4 separate regions of the Mus musculus genome follow, and all the other regions are linked to region 3. Evidence: chromatin contacts called from public Hi-C and promoter capture Hi-C data. All regions are on one chromosome and are shown on one strand. Each heading gives the region's core, a stretch centred on a gene start, on an enhancer-like site or on the middle of the called end of the contact. The rest is flanking DNA. Distances are from core to core; before and after follow the strand shown. Region 1 holds the start of Ralgapa1 (Ral GTPase activating protein, alpha subunit 1). Region 2 holds the start of Psma6 (proteasome subunit alpha 6). Region 3 holds the start of Insm2 (insulinoma-associated 2). Region 4 overlaps Prorp (protein only RNase P catalytic subunit).

Region 1 (2,700 bases), core at 67-2,566, 220 kb before region 3:
GCGCACACACACACATTCACACACACTCACAGATTCAAAATAAAAATCAATCAGCTCAGCAGTTAAGAGGACCTAGGTTCAATTCCCAGCACCTCCATGGCAACTTGCAGCTGTCTGTAACCCTAGTTCCAGGGGATCTGATACCATCTCACAGACATATATGTAGGCAGAACACCAAAATAAACAAACAAACAAGCTGGACAGTGGTGGCACACACTTTAATCTCAGAACTCTGGAGGCAGAGGCATGTGGATCTCTGTGAGTTCTAGGCCACCTTGATCTACAGAGTGAGTTCACAGCCAGGGCTACACAGAAAAACCCTGCCTTGGAAAACCAAAACGAAAAAAGCAAATGAATAAACAAACAAATAAAATAAATTATTTAAAGTCTCTAAAGAAAAATACAAACAAAATTGTCTAACAAATATTAATTCAGAGTGACGGAAGATAGATCAGCAGGGGACTGGGCACTAGGGACAGGCAAAGACAAAAAGCCAGAGTTTGTGATTACTACTTGTGTTTTGTAGTTTTTTGTTTTGTTTTGTTTTGTTTTGAGACATGGTCTAACGTAGCTGCCATTGACCTTGAATTATGTCTTCCCAAATCCTAGTATGACAGCAGAGCACTACCACACTTAGTTAATTGTTTTACTTGGATCTTACACAGCGTTCTTTGGATTTAGGTGAGTATTTCACATCTAAAGACAGCCTTCCTTTAAAATCATCCAGATTTCTTAATTTTTTTTCTCTGATATATGGTAGGATGCATTTACTTGTACAAGATATTTTATTTATTTATGTCTGTTTTCTTGGTGCTGGAGATCTGGTGCTAGAGCGAACTGCAGCTCTAGCCATGTGCATGTTAATTTAAAGGAAAAGGATGCAACACTCCCACGCATCTCTAAAGTACAGTACATTTTTAATCATTATTTTGCAAGACGCAGGAAGAATCCAAATTAGAAAGTGAACGGTTTGCAAAACACAGGAAATATCCAAATTAGAAAGTGAAATGACGTCAGAGCCAAGGCTTCAGAGCTAGTATCAAGCTGGCCTTGCACATCTGTTCTGATGTTTAAGTTACTCAGAGCGGTTTAAAGAGTGGAGATGAACGACTTTTTCAACAAAAACTCTAGGAACCGCTGTTTACAAGGAGCACACAGTAGACAACACCTTCCTTAACTTTCTTGCCCTTCTTCATTACTACAGACACAGGAAACCAAGAGGCTATAGAGGCAGGAATGAGCTCACGCTGACATGACGTCACGAGCACTTGACGTCAGAAGGCGGTTGCCACGGGGACCGTTCGCCACCGACGGCAGAGTCGTGAAACTCCATCACCACACGACTCGGTTTTGGCCTCCGCGGGGTTGAAGCTGCTAGAGACGCTTCAACCTTAAGGGGGCCTCAGGGAGAGAGGAGTGGCGCCGCGGCGGAGCGCTCCCTCTCCGCGGCTGTGGGGATTCCTGCCGCGGCCTGGGCGGCGGCGGCCGCTCCGCGTCTCCTCGTCGCTGCAGCGCGCGGGGCGGATCCGCCATATTGGAGCCGGGGCTGCAGGTTCCGTGCGGCGGCGGCGGCGAGAGGCGGGCCTGGCAGCGGGGCCCGCGCGGCAGCGGCGGACGCGGGGGAACGCATGAGCCGCCGCGGCTAGCCTCTTCCCCGCCCACCGCCTGCGCTGGGTCGTCGGGACCCGGCCGGGAGGGGCCGCGGCGGCCGCAGGATGTTCTCTAAGAAGCCGCACGGGGACGTGAAGAAGTCCACCCAGAAGGTGCTGGACACCAAGAAGGACGCGCTGACCCGCCTCAAGCACCTGCGCATCGTCATCGGTGAGGGGAGCCGCGACCCCGGGGCGCCGCCGCGGCGGCCTTGCTGCCCCCGGCCTGTCACCCCGCGAGCTCCGGGCTTCGCCCTCGCGACCTGGCGCGGTCGGGAGTGAGGGCCGGCGGCGCCTCTGCCCACGCGCGGGCGGGCGGCGAGGGAAGGGGACAGCTTGGCAGTTGGTACAAATCAGTCAGCACCAGCACGGAGAGACCCACGTTGGAGTTCCTGGTCTGATTGTTTAAAAAAAAAAAAATGACAGTCAGGCCAGAAACTTAAGTCCTTGATGAGACTTCAGGGACACTTGGCGTTGTGGGTAATGGTGTTTAGAGGGTGTGCTTGCCATCTGACTACTGCCATCCCCACCCGAGTGCAAAGCAAAGCAAAGCAAAGCGCTGGCTCGGCCAGTGGAACCCGTAGTCTTTCAAGTTTTTTTGGCAGGTGAGGGCCCTGGAGGAAGCAGTTGCACCTCTTTGGGAAGTGGGTGGTTCCTGAAGCTTGGGGAAAGAACCCCGCCCTATACACCCTGTTCTTCATTTGCTGTCCTTTAGGAAGAAAACTAATTATAGAGAAGAAGGTTCTCGTGAACGATACAGAATTAAGTTTTCATTAAAAATTTCTTACTCTCTGCCGTCTCATCAACTTTAGTGTCTCTGAAGACCGAAGCAAGCTAGATTTGGGATAAAGTGTTAAGCGAGGATTTTTGGATACTTGGTCATAGACAACTTGGATTTTTTTTTTTTTTTAAATGAAGAAATTTTGAGGTAAAAAGGAAAGTTGACCAGGGCTTAGACATATAGAATGACAATAGGATAGCTGAGGTTAGATCTCAGATGTCTGAATTCTAATTCAGAGTTTATCATCTCAAGCTGTCCTCCTAATTTCTG
Region 2 (2,717 bases), core at 7-2,506, 200 kb after region 3:
CACTAAGTTTTCTATGGCAAGAGCTTAAAAGTCTGTCCTATAATCCTAGACCAAACCCTGCCGCGACTTCAACTTACCAAAATGTATTGTTACATGGAGTAACTGATGCTAAGTTCAGGTTTCCGTCCATTAAAGCTGTTCCTTTAGTAAAGACTAACACACCGTGCCTCAACTAGACTGAGAACCAGTTTTTAAACTATAGAAGCATTCTTACAGGTGGGGGTTAAAATCGGGGTGCCAACTTCAAGAGGAGTTCATTGCTGTTCTTTTATTTCTCAGTTGTGAACTTTGCATATACTGAACTCTTCTCTTTTTATTCGTTTGGTTTCCTGTCACTTCCTTTAAGCAGTCAGCTTCAGTAGGGACGAGTGACATTGATCTCTTTTCTAGAACCAGCAGTGTCTGGTAGGGCTTTACACACTTGTATAGAGTTGACCACAAAGCAAGTCATCTATCTATACTGCAGAGGAGGGTTGAGGGTGTGTGGTGTGTGTGCATTTAAGTTGGATGGTTAAAGAACCAACCACTCTCAGCGAAGGGAAGACTCAGGCTCCAGGTAGACTGATGCTAAACAGTGCTTCTCAACATGTGGGTCGCGACCCCCAGTACCAAAACCTTCTCACAAGGTCGCCTAAGACCATCTGAAAAAACATTACCGTTCATTGAAGTAAAAAAACAAAAAAACAAAAAAAACATAGTTTTGAAGTAGCAACGAAAACAAATTTATGGCTGAGGGTCATCACAACGCGAGGAACTGGATTTAAGGGGCGCAGCATTAGGAAGATTGAGAATCGCTGAGCTACGGGGGACTCCGAAAGGCAGAAGGCGGGCATCACAGTGCAAAGCCCTACTGCTTTGTGTCTGGCCAGTAAGGCGCTCCTGAAGAGCACTACGCTTCGGTTTCAGCCTCCAAGCCCGCTTGCAGACCGGGCTGGGAAGACGAGAGCGGGCCCGACCTCGATCCTGCTGCTTTCCTGGCTCAGGCCCTTCTCCGAGCCCCCGAACCATCCTCGGGCCGCGTCCGCTCGCTCCAGGCCGAAGCATGACAGAGCAATTCGGAGGTCCCGCAGGAGGCCCTGAGTCACTCACCTACTTGGTAGAGTCGGCCCTCGGGAGAGAAGATAGTAATGTGACGGTCAAAACCGGCGCTGGAACCCCGGGACATGGCGTTCCTGCTATTTTAAACACAGTCTGCACCCCGTAGCACACACACCAGGGACCCAAGCCCCCTCCCGGAAGTTATGGCTACTGCTTCCGGAGCACCGGCGGAGCTGCTTCCGCTCTGGTGAGGGACTGGCGGTGTTTCCGGTGGGGACGGGACGTCCCAAAGCACTGCCCCTGAGTAGGCGGGCCCTCGCGCGCCCGGCCTGCGGTCCGCGGGCTTCCGGGTGGTGGCTCTGGGTCGCAGCCGGCCGTTAGTGCGTTCTGGAGATCAGAGTGGCCAAAAGAGGAAGTTTTCAAGGTGCCTGCAGTTGTCCTTTGCCTACTTGTGACCTCTGGAGACAGTATGGTCACCGCGTTCGCAGTCAGTTTGGGCGCCTGTACTTGCTCTCCTGTCTTCCCGGAGTCTGGCTTTGTTCTTCCTAACCTTCATTTTACCAGCCACTTCTCTTCCTACGTTTTGGGGGAGAAAGGAATGCAACAGCCACCCTTAAATGTAGGGCCTGAAAGAGGGTTAGTGGAAGAAGCCACTGGAAATAACAAAAGTTTTCTTCTAGTCTGGCAAGACTTTCCTTTGGACAGCGGCCCAGAGATGGGAACTTGAGAGGTTGAGCAGTCTTAGTTGATGATGAGCAAGATCGTTGCTGGTGGCTGGATACCGGAGAGTAATTCCAAGGCGGCGAAGCAACTCCTGGAAAACTGGTGGTTTTTCAAACTGTAAAATTCTGCACATTGTGCACCCTAGGGCACAGCCCCTATTTAGTGAATATAAAAATCGAAGCATATTATTAAGCTATTCCCCCCTCCCTAAATAAAAGTTTTGTTTACAGCAATATTTATAACAATTTACTGATGTAATACTGAAATATTCAGATCTGTGGCGTTCTCTCTAAAAGCACCCATTTTAAAGCAAAACATTTGAAGAGATTCTTCATAAGGAAGTTTTAATTTCTCGAGCTAATTTTTTTCTTCCTTTAGAAAAAAATATAAGCCAGGTGTGGTGGGACACATCTTTTATCCCAGCACTTGGAAGGCAGAGACATCTCTGGGTTCAAGGCTAGCCAGATCTACAGAATGAGTTTCAGGACACAGTAAGGCTACACAGGAAAAAGAAGGCTGTCTGGGGGTGGGGGTAGGGTGTACAACATCCAAGATTGAAACACGGGTTAAGAAAATAGCCCATGTAAGCAGCCGCTCTGGAACACCCGGTACTTTCCAGCTTCAATTCCCAAGTGTGCTGATAAGAGCTGCTGTCCCTTGGTTCTAGCTCAGGTCCTTACATCAGGATTAACTCCTGACCTTTGCGTACTTTTCTCAGTCTTCCCAGCCAAGTGTACTATAACACCTACAGTTTGCCTGAACAGTCACGGAGAAGTTCTCTGTAAGACTGCTAGGGGAAGCCCTCTGTTAGTACCTTAGAATCCAGATGTCTCATATCTAGGGCTGCACTGCACTGTCCATTGAAGCTGAATTTTCCCTAGTTGCCTCCATCAGAATAAACAGACATTTCATTACCCAAAATAGGCAAAACCAGGATTCCTCATCTCTTTCCTTCC
Region 3 (2,700 bases), core at 44-2,543:
AGGTTCGCGGGGCAGCTGAAGACCTTGTCGCACTCGGGACAGCGGTACTCGACGCGCACGATGCGGGAGCAGCGGTGCTGAGCCAGAGCGAAGGGGTCCGCGTACTGGTGCTTGCACAGCTGGCAGATGAACTCCCCCAGCGGGGTGCGGACGCCGCCCAGAGCCCGTGCCGGAGCCCCGGGCTCCTCCTCTTTGATCTTCAGACCCAGCACCGGGGACGTGGTCACCTCATCTGCGAAGCTCAGCCTTCTCACCGCCTTAGGTTTCCTGACGGCTGCCGGCGCTGAGGCGCAGACTGGGGCACCCTTACCGCGGCGCTGGAGGCCATGCGGGGCGGGCCCGGGGACGGGAATTGGAACGGATACAGGGACCTGCGGCGGTACCAACTCCTCCCCGGAGGTCACGGCCGCGGGCGCCGCGGAGCAGAAGGCGGTGGCGCTGGGGAAGGACTCCGCAGAGACCGGAGAGCGCAGGCAGCGCTCCAGGAACGCGCGGCGCAGCTCGGGGCCCGCCGGCCTCGCGGGGCTGGGGCCGGGGCCGTCGCCGCCACCCGCGCCCCACTCGGCGTCGTCCTGCGGAGGTGCGAGGCAGGGGGACCCCAAAAGTCCCCGACCGGGCTCCTCCGGTGAGGATTGCGCCGCGAGGGGACCCGGAGGAGGGAAAAGCGGCTCCACCGGGCGCGCGCGGTAGGAGCTGCCGGAGCGCTTGGTTCGCTTCACCAGGAAGCCCCTCGGCATGGTGGGTCGGGTGCCCGGGCGAGCCCCGGAGCTAGGAGGGCTGGACGGAGCCGGGCATGCGGCCGCCCGCTTTATAGCTGAGACGCCGGGCCGGGTCGGGCCGGGCCCCTCGGGCTGTGCCGGCCAATCAGGAGTGGGAGCGGGTCCCGGGGCGGGGCCTCCACCCGGCCGGGCGCCCCGACAGAGACGCGGGAAGACGAGCGGGCACGAAGGGGCTTGGGGCGCCCAGTGCAGCCTCCGGGGACCTCGCGCTAGGGAGCCAGAGCCACCAGCCCGCCACGCGCCGAGAACTGACCAGGCCCACGCCTGGGCGTCGCTCTGAAAGGCTCGGCCGCCTCGGGAGGTCAGAGGAGGGACGGCCACCGCGACAGGGCGGGAATCCGCGCGGGAACGGGTTAACGTCCCTCCGCCAGTACTGAGCTGATGAGAAGCTGCGAGCGAACTGCAGGGCAGCTAAATCCACCGCCCTGTGCCTACACTTGACGGCGGGAGCACGTCTGCCATCCAGTATCGATCGGGACTGCGCGCTTCTGTGATACTATGAGAATTCATCTGGGGAGAAGAGCTCTCGGCGCCGCAGATCGTGCGTGCTGGCAAACCTCTGGAGCTCAGGACGCTGCACGGTTCAGGCGCCGAGCTCTTGGCTGATAAGTGTCCCCTCCCTTGGGGAAGAGGAGTGGGGAGGGGAAGGGATCTAATTTTCGACTGTCCTCACATAAAGTGGTTTCTCTGTTCACACTTTCCACTTAAGCTACCCAGAGACATGACTTAATGCCTAACTGGCCTGTTTAGCATGGAGGAGATTGAGTGAGAAATGCTGGTGGAATCGGCATTACACCTGCTTCCCTCTACATGACAAGAGACACTCTGCAAAAGATGTGCAGTACACCAACTCAACAGATTGTCCTCTGGGCCCCTTGCCACCAGCTGGGCACTTCGTTGTTGTAGTTAAGAACCTGAAGAGATTTGTAGGTTTGTAGTACTGATTGAACGGTGAAATAATTAGCCCTATTCGACAGAGGTACCGTATCAGCCTTTATAACAAAACCCATGCAATGTGAGAAGAGGAAAGGGAAAGACCCGTGCTCGGAGCTCCTCGATAAACAGAACTAAAAGCAGACTCAGTTAAAGTGGAATGCAGGCTGAGTCCCATCATCAGTGAAGTAATTTCACATGGAGGACAGTATTTAAGGAAAGAGACATGAAGGTCTGTTTATCTCTGGCTATGCATCAGGTTATGCTTAAGCAGGCATGCGCGCATGCACACACAATAAAGTTTCACAATATAATACTTAACCAAATACCCTGGATCCTCTGGTTTTCTGTCCTGCTGTACTTTAAGGACTGGATTAAGCTCAGCAGTTATGATGCTTTCCATTAAACAGTGTGGAGCGAGCGGCGTACAGTAAGTGTGAGATTTTACAATCAAAATTCCTATCCCGAATCATTAAAATGCTAAAGTGCTAAGTAGGTTAATAAGCTTGGTTTCCTGAGCTGGTCATTTCCAACATGTCAGTGACCTCGGGGCTGACTTCTCACTCAAATTCATCTCATCCTACCCCTTGCCCACGAGGCTTTTTCCTGAAGCAAAGCATATTGGCTCGTGTTTTCCACCAGCTCCAGTGCTGCTCCCCCACCCTCTTCAATGACAACCTTCCTGGAAAACAATACCACATTTTTTTTTCATTCTTAATTAACAACTTTCTAGAAAATATGGATAAAGAAAACTCTTTGTCACAGTATTGTTGGTGATTGTAAATACGCTGAGATTACGTCGAGGAACTCACCTCTACTGCAGATGATGAGTTAGCCATCAGCATCAGACGGAACTCAGAGTACATCATGACACTAGGCCCCAGGATGGGAAGGTGCATGTGTGCACTGCAGAGCTCAGTGAGGAAGGAATGAAATGCATGCGACACCGGAAGCGCTCGGGATGGAAACGTTGTGATGCGCATCCGCT
Region 4 (2,726 bases), core at 39-2,538, 240 kb after region 3:
TGGTAAAGCACACGGACACTTGCAGGTTCATAGACACTAATGACTAAAGAGACGATTTGAAAAATCTGTGTAGCCTCCCCAGCAGCACTGGTGGACAAAGCTTTGGCCTAATTACAAAGCCTTCCAAGAGAGCACAAGATAGTTACAGTCTTGGTCTATTCAAATGTATGAAAAACCCAACTACATAAAGCTCACTCCAGTTACTATTCCAACTTAACGCCCACAGAAGGGCTGAAGCGGTTAGTGAGACGGAACAGACACGAAAGCGCCCTTTCCACTTGGAAACTACTCTTTAATAACGTGACAATAGTGCTGGAGACACAAGCTGGGTTCAAATTCTGGTTCCATGATATTCAAACTTTATCAAATGGGAAAGCTTCATTTGTTTTTTTGTGTCTCTGCCTCATTATTGGTAAGGTGAAAATAATACTTGTTTATCATGAGTACTACTGTATAATGCATATAGATATAAAAACATATGGAAAATTAGCCCATAAATGTTAACTCTCATTAATACTGTCTAACTCGGTGGATTTAGATAGATTAAACTCCTTCTTCTAATAAAAAGAAAAAAAAAAAGAATAAAACAAAGAAATGTAACCCAATGCCATGGCCTGTGTGTCCTGGAGTCCCTCTCAAGCCTCTACTCAGAACCACCTGGATCTTGATTGTGAACACAGAACAAGTCACAACTGGTGAGCTTACTGATGAGTAAAGACACTCACAAACAGTCAGGTGGAGGCACTAGGAGAGGATGACCCTCAGTGTGTCTGTGTATGAAGCTACTTAATGGCTTTTAGATTAAGTATGTATGTGCTGGCATACTTTGATTTTATTTTGTGTGTATGGATATTTGCCTACATGTACGTATGTACCTCATGTCTGTGCGGTTCCCACGGAGGCTGGGAGAAGGTGCTGAATCCTCTGGAATGGGAGTTGTGATCCACCATGTGGATGCTGGGAATTGAACCTGGGTCTTCTGGAAAAGCAGTCAGTGCTCCTGGCAGCTGAGCCATCTCTCCAGCCCTGAGGTGTGAAAGGATTGTGTCTGTCCTTGGAGAGGAGACTTATTAGGAACAGTGTGTAGCTTACAGTGGAGACGGGAGTGCTAGTAGTACTAAGAACACAGGGCAGAGGGATCCCGACCTACGTGGAAATCACAAAGAGGTCTCACTTAGCACATAGTTTCTAGGCCATTCTAAAACTCACCGCTCGGTCTTTCTCCAGAGAAGAGTACAGTTCTTTGGCAGGAGGTCTAGTCTATTATGCCAAAATGTCTTGGTGTCAGGCAGTAAGGGACATGAATCAGAACCAGAGGAATGAAAGGGTTCTTTCTTATGCCCCCCTCTACCTCTTAACCAGTTATTTTGCCTGGGGTGGGGGTGGGGGCATTAGTGCCAATCTGGCAATACTGGTTTAGAGTAGAACACACATTTCTAGGTTAAGAAGGCAAACATACATCTAATTTTCATCCTACTTGGAATTCCCTTAAAACTATAATAAAAACGTTTGAAACCGACAAACTCACAGACTTTAGAGAAAAAAGTAACCTAGTTTTGGAAGCTGGAGAGCAAGGGTACAAGGGGAGCTTACCTTGCAGATGTGACTAAGTCAAATCTGCACAGAAGTAGCTAAGGGTCAACACAATCTCCCAAGAGACCCCAGAGTTGGAAGCAAAGAAATGAGGCTGGCTGGAGACATGTGGCTTAACAAAGAACCGGACAACTCAAATTTATACTCCTGAGGCGAGAGATGGAAGCCTAAGGGCCCATTATTTTGGGGAGGGGGCAGGAGTTCCAGATATGGCATCACCAACAAAATAACCAATAATCAGTCCAGTAGACAAAGAGTTCCCAGAATGAAAGCGTCTGTTACCTGGCCAACTCAATGGATGCAACAACATCACACCAGTCACCTTTTTGTAAAGTGTTAACGTCAAGGAGGCAAAGGAAGGCTCCAAAAGCCTTCAGAGGGAATAAAGCAGACCTCATTGCAGATCAGAAGTCATAGGCTGAGCCCAGGGACACAGGCCTGTAATCTTAGCTGCTGAAGAGACTGAGGCAGGAGGATTGTAAGATCAAGGTCTGCTTGGGTTATAGAGGGAGTTCCAGGTCAGTCTGGGTAAGACCCTGCTCTAAATGGAAAATAAGATAAGGGCTGGATTTAGGAAGTGAAGACTGCAGAGATGCTTCAGTGGTTAACAGCAGTCCCCTGTAGAGGACCTGAGTTTGGTTCTCAGCCCCCACATCAGGTGGTTTACAGTTGCCTGTAACTCCAGCTCCGGGAGCACTGGGCTCCTCTGGCTTCCATGAGCACCTGGCATTCATGTGTGCAAACCCACATATGATTACCCACATACAATTAAAAAATAAATCCTTAATAGTTAAAGGGGGTGCTGGGGATTTAGCTCACTAGTAAGAGCACTTGCTTAATATGTAGAAGGCATTGGGTTCAATCTCCAGTACTGAAACAACTTCCCAAACCAGACTAACAACAAACAAAATCCCCAGACCAAAACCTAAATAACGGAAATAAGAAACAACAAGAAATCTAGAAGTGAGACTGTCGAAGAGTAATTCTGGAAGGGCTGGTGTGATGGCTCAGTGGGTAGAGGCCCCTGCTGAGTCCCATCCTGGATCTCAGGGGACAACCGAGGACTGAATCCCAACCAAAGCTGTTCTGCGCTCCACATGTGCCACGGTATGGCCCTGCCTATGCTCACACAC

Evidence for each region. A called contact is a pair of places that touch in the nucleus more often than the background predicts. Capture Hi-C pulls out chosen DNA fragments and counts their contacts.
Region 1: a promoter capture Hi-C map of adipose tissue shows a contact between it and region 3. The contact joins the promoter of Ralgapa1 here to the promoter of Insm2 in region 3. A contact is called at or near these places in 1 of 39 promoter capture datasets (trophoblast stem cells), 1 of 15 datasets of contacts at CTCF or cohesin (CD8 T cells), 2 of 484 Hi-C or Micro-C datasets (embryonic stem cells and nephron progenitors), 2 of 115 datasets of contacts at active chromatin or transcription factors (the 230-238 cell line and embryonic stem cells) and 2 of 9 other capture datasets (adipose tissue and liver).
Region 2: a contact with region 3 is called in a promoter capture Hi-C map of adipose tissue. The contact joins the promoter of Psma6 here to the promoter of Insm2 in region 3. A contact is called at or near these places in 3 of 39 promoter capture datasets (embryonic stem cells and neural stem cells), 1 of 484 Hi-C or Micro-C datasets (embryonic stem cells) and 3 of 9 other capture datasets (adipose tissue, liver and pancreatic islet).
Region 4: a contact with region 3 is called in a Hi-C map of cortical glia, with 2.2 times the contacts expected there. The contact joins the enhancer-like site here to the promoter of Insm2 in region 3. A contact is called at or near these places in 1 of 39 promoter capture datasets (the C10 cell line) and 3 of 484 Hi-C or Micro-C datasets (the G1E-ER4 cell line, cortical glia and embryonic stem cells).

Annotation. Positions count from the first base shown.
Region 1 is chr12:55,819,783-55,822,482 of GRCm38.p6, reverse strand. Ralgapa1 (Ral GTPase activating protein, alpha subunit 1) reads left to right here and starts at 1,316. Exons shown (of 42, transcript NM_001368814.1): 1 at 1,316-1,821. The coding sequence starts at 1,716.
Region 2 is chr12:55,397,364-55,400,080 of GRCm38.p6, reverse strand. Psma6 (proteasome subunit alpha 6) reads right to left here and starts at 1,256. Exons shown (of 7, transcript NM_011968.3): 1 at 1,090-1,256. The coding sequence starts at 1,165.
Region 3 is chr12:55,597,510-55,600,209 of GRCm38.p6, reverse strand. Insm2 (insulinoma-associated 2) reads right to left here and starts at 1,293. Exons shown (of 1, transcript NM_020287.2): 1 at 1-1,293. The coding sequence starts at 737.
Region 4 is chr12:55,361,818-55,364,543 of GRCm38.p6, reverse strand. All of the region lies in intron 4 of Prorp (protein only RNase P catalytic subunit), which reads right to left. Among named protein-coding and RNA genes, the nearest start is that of Psma6, 36 kb to the left of the region's middle. Within about 2 kb of position 1,288, at least 5 of the 459 cell types and tissues checked have an H3K27ac peak or open chromatin away from gene starts, as enhancers often do. A contact at or near this core is called in cortical glia, where this site is marked.